Linked DNA regions of Mus musculus: region 1 is linked to region 2. A link is a contact called in public Hi-C data. All regions are on one chromosome and are shown on one strand. Each heading gives the region's core, a stretch centred on a gene start, on an enhancer-like site or on the middle of the called end of the contact. The rest is flanking DNA. Distances are from core to core; before and after follow the strand shown.

Region 1 (4,489 bases), core at 299-2,798, 92 kb after region 2:
AGAAACCAGAGAAGAAAATCTCTAATGGAGGGGCTGGAGAGATGGCTCAGTGGTTAAGAGCACTGACTGCTCTTCCAGAGGTCCTGAGTTCAATTCCCAGCAACCACATGGTGGCTCACAACCATCTGTAATGGGATCTGACGCCCTCTTCTGGTGTGTCTGAGGACAGCAACAATGTATTTACATGCATGATCTTTAAAAATAAAACTTATAAACTTATAAAAAAAAATCTCTGATAGACTAGAAATGTGAAACTTATACATCTCCACATGGGATATCTCCATAAACATAAGGCACGATTAAAAATCAAATATGGCAATTAAAAAACACACATACAAAATGCCAGTATTCCAACAAACCAAATTCAAGGACACAGTAAGTAAAACTATACAATCATCACTCACCAAGGAACCACTGGAACTAATTAATTATGAAACTCAGAAAAACTCAAAGACACAAAAACAACAGACAAGTATCAGTTAGTATCCTGAGACACTAATAGTGAATTATCTGAAAAAAAAGAAAAAGAAAACCTACAATCTCAATTACAATGCCTATAAAAATAACAGATCAAGGAGTAAGGAAATACAAATTCATAACATTTCCATATAAGACATTACCATAAAAATAAAAGACACACTTAGAAATTGAATATAACAAGAACACACACACACACAAGTCAATATCCTTAAAGAACAAAAGAAAAAGAGGTGAGAGATCTCTACAAATATCATTTAAAAAGATTAAAGAAACTGAAGAGGACATCAAAAAGAGGGCATGGAAGGATGGGTGGGTGTGGTTGGCCAACACCTGGGGGTGGCAGAGGCACAAACAGGAATAGCTCTGTGAATTGCAGACCAGCCTGGTCTACAAAGTAAGTTTCAGGCCAGCCAGGGCTAACTCGAGGAAGAAAAAGAGAAGGAAAGTAACAGAACACAATGGAAAGGAAAGGAAAGAGAGAAAAAAAAGATATCACATGTTTATTAGAAGAATTAATCTTGTTAAAATAACTATCCGACATCATCCACAGAGTCAATATAATCTCTATCAAAATTTCAATATTGTTCACAGATTCAGAAACAGAACCATAAAAGACCTCAAATATCCAAAGCCTAATAAGGCAAAAAGAATCAAGTTCTATCTTACTTTAACATCACAAACTAATATTAACTAAAACAGTATGATGTTAGCAAAAGCCAAAACTAGACAAACCAATGCAACAGAAGTGAGAGCAAAAATTCAAACCGCCAGCTCCAGTTACAGCTAACTGACTTTGACAAAAAGAGCCAAGAACACGGCAGGAAAGGGGCAGACTTCTCCGTAAGTTTCCAGGGAAAATAGTATCAATGTGCAGAAAAATGAAAGCAACCCCACAGCTCCCACTACTCCCAGCTATCAACCCAAAGGAAACTAAAGACATCTGAAAGGCCCAAGTCTGTGAGTTTGCAAAAGCAAACATGAAAACGACTCACAGGCACTGGTATCCGTAAAGAGTAGTTTGGAAATGACCCCAACTGTGCAAGCGACAAAAAACTGAAACTGAAAAATAAGTTCCTATCAACTTAGAAAGCTTCTCCACAACAAAAGACACCACCAAAACTGAAGAGCAAGGCTTGGTAACAGAGTGCTTACATAGCATACGTGATAGCATGGGATCAGTTGGCCTTCACTGGGAGTGGGGAATGACTGAAGAGACAGGTAATATAACTAATAGGACCGGAGAAAATATCTGCAAACTCTACATCTGACAAGCAGTTACATTAATAAACAGAATACACAAAGAACTGGACTTATTAGCAAAAAAGAAAATCCAATTAAAAAGAGACTAAAGAACAGATTAGGCATTTGTTTGCTTGCTTGCTTTTCGAGACAGGGTTTCTCTGTGTAGTCCTGGCTGTCCTAGAACTCTTGGAGTCCAGGGTATTCTGGAAGTCAAGAAATCCGCCTGCCTCTGGCTCCTGAGTACTGGGATTAAAGGTGTGCCCCACCACAGGCCAGCTTCAGATTGGGCATTTCTTAAAACAAATAGCCAAAAGATACGTCAGAAATCGCTCAACTAGGAAATGCAAATTTAAAAAAAGAGTTATAACTTTATCACAATAACTGAAAAGACCAAAAAAAAAAAAAAAAAAAGATGAGGATAGAGAAAAAAGAAACTTTTATACACTGTTAATAAAAATGTAAATTTGTACAGCCAGTAAAATAAAAGGTATGGGGGGGGGCTGGAGAGATGGCTCAGAGGTTAAGAGGTCCTGAGTTCAATTCCCAGCAACCACGTGGTGGCTCACAACCATCTGTAATGGGATCTGATGCCCTCTTCTGGTGTGTCTGAAGACAGCTAGAGTGTACTCATCATATATATCAAATAAATAAATAAAATCTTTTTTTAAAAAAAGAGGTATAACGATTTCTCAGAATACTAACAACAGAACTACTGTTATTTCTAGCCTTCCCACTACTGGGTATATACCAAAAGGAACCCATCTTCATGTTAAAGAGACAAGTACATTCTTTTTTGTCTTTGCTTGTTTTTTAATTCTTCTTTCATATATTGTGTCCTGACCACAGTTTCCCCTCCTCACCACATCCCAGTCCTCCCCACCTCCCCTGTCCCCCAGATCAACCTCTTCCCCACCTCCCCTCAGAAAATAAGCAGCCCCCCCGCAGGGACACCAACCAAGGAGCAAGTACATTCTTAACTGCAATTTAATTCACAACAGCCAAGGTACAGAAACTAAAATGTCTGTCATGTGATGAATGAATAAAGCGAATGTAATACACAGGCACAATGGAAGCATATTCTGCCATTAAAAACAGAAGAATGAAAACAGGGCTTGGAGATATAGCTCAGGGGTTAAAAGCACTTGTTGCTCTTCCAAAGGAACAGTGTTCAATTTCCAGCACGCACGTGGTGATTCACAGCCGTCCACACATAATGCCAGTTCTAATCCCCTCCCCAAGCTCCTTGAGTTTGCGCCTGGTACACATACACATATGCAAGCAAAATACTCATACATAAAATAAGTTTTCTATAAAAGAATGAAATCTTGCCCCCTGGAACAACATAGTATGTGAAGTGAAAGAAGTCCATGTGACCTTTATGGAATCCACAACATGAACTCACAGGAGTTAAGAGAACAGTGATATAACAGAAACTGGAGAAAGGTGAAAGAGGAATGGAGGGAGGTTGGTCATCAAGAAGAGTCAGTTCTGGTGACCTATGACATACCAAAATGAATAAACCATATTTTATATTAAGCAATAATAAGAAGTGATTTCAAGAATGTGGATAATAAACAAATAATAAAAGTCTAAAGTGATGGCGGATATTATAACAAGTATGCACATTATACAAGTATGTGCTACTCAAAATAACAATGGTACTTGAACACGTGAAAAAAAAATTAAAAGTTAATTAATCACTACATATTTATAATAAGACAGGTAATGATCTAATGAATAGGTTAAGGCAATTCACAAAAGAAATGTAGTGGCCAAATTACATAAATATTCAGACTTATTTATCATAAAATACAAATTCAAACAAGAAATATTATTTGTGTGTTAAGTATGTGGCCAAAATATAATATTTATCAAGTTTGTTGTTATACAGATAGCCTGTAAGGCTTTCATCAAGGACAAACCTGTGACTCAGTTAATCCTCCCCATGGGTGATCACATGTCTTTGCAGAAAACTGCATTGCCATCTGATAAACCAAGGAAAATGCCTTTAGGTGAACCATTTTGGAGAAGTCTGTTCACTAGTTCTGAGCCCTTATGGCCTGACTACCAGTAACCCTGTTCCATCCTTTCATTATACCAAACTGTAAAATAAAGTTGTTCCTTTTTTATTAGTAAAAGAAACCCAAAGAGCCTGTGTGTCTTTCTGTATGCATCATAGCTCTTCTCTTCCAAGAACACCAAGTTTTAGCATTTGCTGTAATGACTGCAACTGCAAAATACGTTGACAATAATGAAAAATAAGCCATGAACACCAATACTGAAAGATGAATCATTCTCAGAACCACATGTGATTGCAAATCGTGGAATGAATGAATTCAACTGAAACAACATGTATCCTAAAACATGACTAAATTTTCTGCTCTCATTGCTTTAGTGACTCTAATTCTCCGGCTTGGGGTTTGGGTTTTTTTTTTTGGGGTGGGGGGGGTGGGGGGGAGGGAATGAAACGTAACTAGGTCATCCTGTTTGCCTCAATGTAAAGGTTTACAAGCTGAATCCAATGTCATAATGTTGTCAATAATTAAGGACCAGACATGAAGCCATTGTTGGCATCAGTTAGAAAAAAAAGCCAACCACAAACCTAGAACGCGCTAATCTAATCTTCAGAGTATATGGTGTTTCTTTTCACTTGAAAAAAAATCAACAAGCTCAATTCAGTATTTCAACTTTAGTTGACAATGACTTGTCTAACCTATCCAACCTAGATCAAAGTTGGCTAAATCTAAGGTTTTACACTTATATGAGG
Region 2 (4,587 bases), core at 41-2,540:
TTTTAAGAAGTTCATCAAACTAAGTATTATACCTGAGGTCAACCTTGCAAAACTAACAACTATGCATTTGGCTTTAGAAGTGTGAATAGTTTGTGATGACTATAACCTATAAACATACAAACAACTGTCCAAATTCTCATATCATACAAGGGAATATCATAAATAATAAAAATTCATGAAAGCTAATCTCTTCTACTAGTTGTTGTATTTTTAAAATGCAAAAGCTGATTAATAACAGAAATTTTGGAAAGAACACTTCTGACTGGCATCACTTATTTAAAGAAAATCAACTTCATATGCAAAAATCTTGCTATACATCAAAATGACACACAAATATGTAATGTACAAAACACTTAAGAGGAAACTAGAAGTAAATACACTGGAGTAGTATCTAGGAAAGTACAGAATGAATGTTACAGTGAAGAAAATCAGTTGCTTAGTTTCTTTACTGTTCTTTCAGAGGTTTGGTTCTCAGCACCTACATCAGGAGGCTCAGAACCATTTATAACTCCAGTAGCAAGGCCATCTGATACCCTCTTTTAGTCTCCCCAGAAAACTACATGCACATGCTGCAAATATGGAGGCACACAGATATACATAGAAATAAAAATGAGTAAAGCTTTAAAAAGTAGTTAAAGTAAATGCAGCCACATTTTGAGATTTGGCAAATCTTGAGTATATTGATGTCATTTATTTTAGTCTGTGTTGAAAAGTAGTTCATAATCTATAGTAGTTCATAATCTATACATAATGAAAATTATCAATGGTGGAGGTAAACGACATTCATTGAATAGGATTTAATATTTTCCTGTCTTTCCAAATTGAATTCTTTTAGATGCACATAAGCAGTTAAGCCACAGTAGAGTAGGGGTTAGGTAATATTCTTCTGGTATACAACATCAGTGCACAAGAAAACCTGTATTTATTTTTACACTGAGAAAATTAGAATAATGCAATTAAGGGCATAATAGAGCCACTAAGCAAAATTCCACATGGTTAAGAACCTGTAGACTATACATTTTATGTAGGACAGTCTTTCTTCCTGTTAATTTTGCTCACCAATAGGATGACAAACTGTGCAGTAATATTTGTTAGTATATCTGATGTTAAGACATTATAATCTAACAGATTCTAATGAGATTTAGAAAAAATAATCTTCCTGGTGGTGGACTGTTTAGCTGCATTTGCCATGTGCTATTCAGCCTTCTGATTTTGGGAAGAGAGTACTGATACACAGGAAATCATAACCAAGGTGGCTGACACCATCTTCACTGTCGATTTCCTGCAAATAATCAAAGAGTTCACCACATGAAACATCACTGGTCTACTTCCCACAGATAAGCTGAACTAGACTCAAAGCCCAAATGAATGTTCTTCGTTTGGGGAAATTTAGGCTACAAGAGGCCTCCATATTTCATCAAAAATTACCTGGTTTTCAACATGGTATGATTTGTTAACTGTTGTTCTACATACTGTAAGAAAGAAACATAGAGAGTGCATGGGCTGTTCCAAGGCCCCCAGCACATATGTAGTAGAGGATTGCCTTTTCTGGCCTAGTGGGAGCCTCTAATCCTGTAGAGACGTGATGCCCTAGGGAGGGGGATGTGGGAGGGAACCCTCTCAGAGGTGAAGGTGAGGAGGAATGGGGAGAAGAACTCTGTGAGGGGGGACTGAAAAAAGGGGGCAACATATGGTTTTCTTTCTACATATGCTAAACTTATATATAACTTCAACTGAAGATAGCATAATTATAGTAGAAATGCTTGTCTTCAAAGTTCCTAACAAATAGTGAATACTTTGCAAAACATATTTTTAAAAAATGTTGTAAAGGACATTGGTTAAGTAGAAATTTTAAATATAGTACTCTGAGCAGAAACTGAACATTTTACAATGAGATATATTTGTAAGAAATATGGCTTAATGTTTGATTTTAGCGTATGAAATAGGAACCCAGTGATGTAAATGTTAATGCATTAATGCTGAACAGAAGCAGCAAGTATCAAGACTTCTTTTTGGTGCAACTTTATAGTTGCATTGTGAGGTCTAAAAGAACGTGTGGCTCTGCTATACCTACTTGCTGTAGTGTAGTAGATATTATAAGAACAGTAAGTGTATAGGTATTGAGGAACTAAAGGAAAAATCTACTGACATACTTTTTGGATCTTTTTACTCCTCCAAAAAAATTAAACTTTCCTTGTTGAACACATATCATGTCATTTGCAAAAAGGATAGAAGAGAAAACCCTAACCATTGATCACTGTCAGTGTACCTTAGCTACACCCAGATTGCATAGTACATTGATAAAACCACAATTCCCCTAAGTATGTCTCCTAAATATCATGATATATAATTCAGCACTGTGTCTGCACAACATTTGACAGTGTTTCTTCTAACTGCATGCATAGATAAACATGTATTAGAGCAATATATTTAAAACAACACACAGAGCTTTCTATCATGTTCACCGCATACAGGCCAGTCTGAAACATGAGTGTAGAAGAGAACTACATGGACGTGTGTCTACTTTATATACACGTACATAAGAGGACAAAAGTCTCAGTGCTTCTTATATTTACATACCTCTAGTCTTACTATATATTATACACCACATGGCACGTGTATGGATTATATACAACAATGTGTATGTATACAACTACATTGTGCTTACTGATTCAAATTATACTACTTATTGCAATCTCAATTATACCATGATTCTTAACTTCTTACCCTTTCCTGGCATTTAGTGTCCTTCCAGCTGGAAGGACAGCAGGTGTCGCAAATGAATGCTCCATATGTTTGTTGCTGTGGGTCTCTCTTCCAGAAAGGTAAAAATGGGTAAGATGAGAGGCACAGCACCATTTCTCCCCAAAATTCCATCTAATATTTAAGCCACTTTTCACCCAGCCCAACTTTGAACTTCCTATTGCCCTAGAATCAAATGTAATCCCGCAAGAAAAACAATCTCTAAAATCCTACCCTAGTCTCCATCTTTTACTGTCCATTATTGACTAAATTCAGCAGGATAAAAAATGAAAGCAAAAAGAAATAATGATGTCACCAACAAAAACATTCAACTATGTGTTCTATTCACAGCAATGTAGTATAGCAAAACTGACAAGCCACTCCTAATATTGATCAAACTGACAGAACCTGAAGGCAGCTGGTTTGTCAAGCAATAGTCATCATCATCAAAACTTTCAGGTCATCAGGAATCAAGTGTCCAACTGTAGTCACAATATGCAAATCACACAGAGATCAGCTTTTGGAGATGGCTATGGAATCAATACGGACATCAGCTATGGAGTCACAGTGTCTGTGTCCTCTTTGTTTCTCATTTACTGGTTCTGTGACTATGTTTCAGTTCTCGAGATAACAAAATGGCGATCATAACTTATCACACAGAGTTGTTTACAGAGTTGAATGCATTAAGGCAAAGTGGGGTGCCTTGAACATCCTAAGTGGCCACTATATTGCAGCTTGTTAGCTGCTACCTCCTGAAGTGAAGACAACAAAGTTTTCAGATTCCATGACCTATGGTGAATTGCTGGCCTCCATTGATCTAAGTGTGTAGAAATCTGCTTAAGTTGTTCATGGTCTGTATTTTCTCTCCTACTAGCATTTAAACAACATAGGCACCTGGTCAATGCAACCATCTTCCAGAAAGAGATATGTGATGGGTTGATGGGTACTGTTTGTGCTGATCACAACATGCACTGCCATTTGTCTCTTCATTCCCAAGTATTTATGGAATTAGGCCTACTGTCCAGTAGATATGATCCTAGTCAGTTAGGATACAAAACCAAAAACAAAGCTGTCCCTGATGGTATGTAACTTTTCAAGTGTACAAAACCGGCAATGAAACAACTAGATTCCTGACAGCATTGAAACAATTTAAGATGAATATGCTTTGGAAACGAGAGCATGAGACAAGCTGAACTGATATTTGAGCAAAGAATCAAATAAACAGAAGCATGTGACCATGTGAAGATGTGGAGGAAGACTATTTCAACCAGAGCAAATCGCCACCAGTGCTTGAGGTATAACATGGCTCAATGTATTTGAGAGAGCAAAAAATGACTAATAGGGCTACAATATAGGGGATAAAAATTATATAAAGTGATATCACAAAAGAAGCAAGGGATCTGATAATGCAAGGCCAGAATTGGGGCATTTTTTTCCTTCCTTATTGTCGCCACCCAAAAGTTATCCATGTTTCTACAGATTAACCCATCATTGATGTTTGTAAAAGCAAACCCAATTAAATCTACTGATTCCATTGTGTTAACCTTGGGAGGGGAGAGATTCATATTTCGGTCTGACATTGGTACCCTTTCTGGGGTAAACAGACAGTTGTTTATTTCTTCTCAGGAAAAAAATATTGGATTTCTAGTTAGTTTGTCTGCTTTTTAAAGATGGTCTTTGCTACTTAATGAAAAAAAAATCATCAAAAGGATGAGAGAAGGGGGAGAGGCTAGTGATGTCATCCATCAGTGGAATGAGTGATGAAGACAATCTGAAGCATAGTAGTGATGATGGAGACAAGGAAGTAGAGAGACCGGGGCCACAGATAAGTAAGATACATCTGCT

What was found. A called contact is a pair of places that touch in the nucleus more often than the background predicts.
Region 1: a Hi-C map of Th2 cells shows a contact between it and region 2, with 2.0 times the contacts expected there. The contact joins two enhancer-like sites. A contact is called at or near these places in 7 of 39 promoter capture datasets (the 3T3-L1 cell line, the HPC-7 cell line, hematopoietic stem and progenitor cells and 3 more), 1 of 15 datasets of contacts at CTCF or cohesin (CD8 T cells), 4 of 484 Hi-C or Micro-C datasets (Th1 cells, Th2 cells and group 2 innate lymphoid cells), 2 of 115 datasets of contacts at active chromatin or transcription factors (CD8 T cells and Th17 cells) and 2 of 9 other capture datasets (adipose tissue and macrophages).

Annotation. Positions count from the first base shown.
Region 1 is chrX:113,174,758-113,179,246 of GRCm38.p6, forward strand. The region is part of intron 1 of Chm (choroidermia (RAB escort protein 1)); the gene reads right to left. Among named protein-coding and RNA genes, the nearest start is that of Chm, 8.5 kb to the right of the region's middle. Within about 2 kb of position 1,549, at least 4 of the 459 cell types and tissues checked have an H3K27ac peak or open chromatin away from gene starts, as enhancers often do. A contact at or near this core is called in CD8 T cells and Th2 cells, where this site is marked.
Region 2 is chrX:113,083,076-113,087,662 of GRCm38.p6, forward strand. All of the region lies in intron 8 of Chm (choroidermia (RAB escort protein 1)), which reads right to left. Among named protein-coding and RNA genes, the nearest start is that of Mir361, 10 kb to the left of the region's middle. Within about 2 kb of position 1,291, at least 8 of the 459 cell types and tissues checked have an H3K27ac peak or open chromatin away from gene starts, as enhancers often do. A contact at or near this core is called in CD8 T cells and Th2 cells, where this site is marked.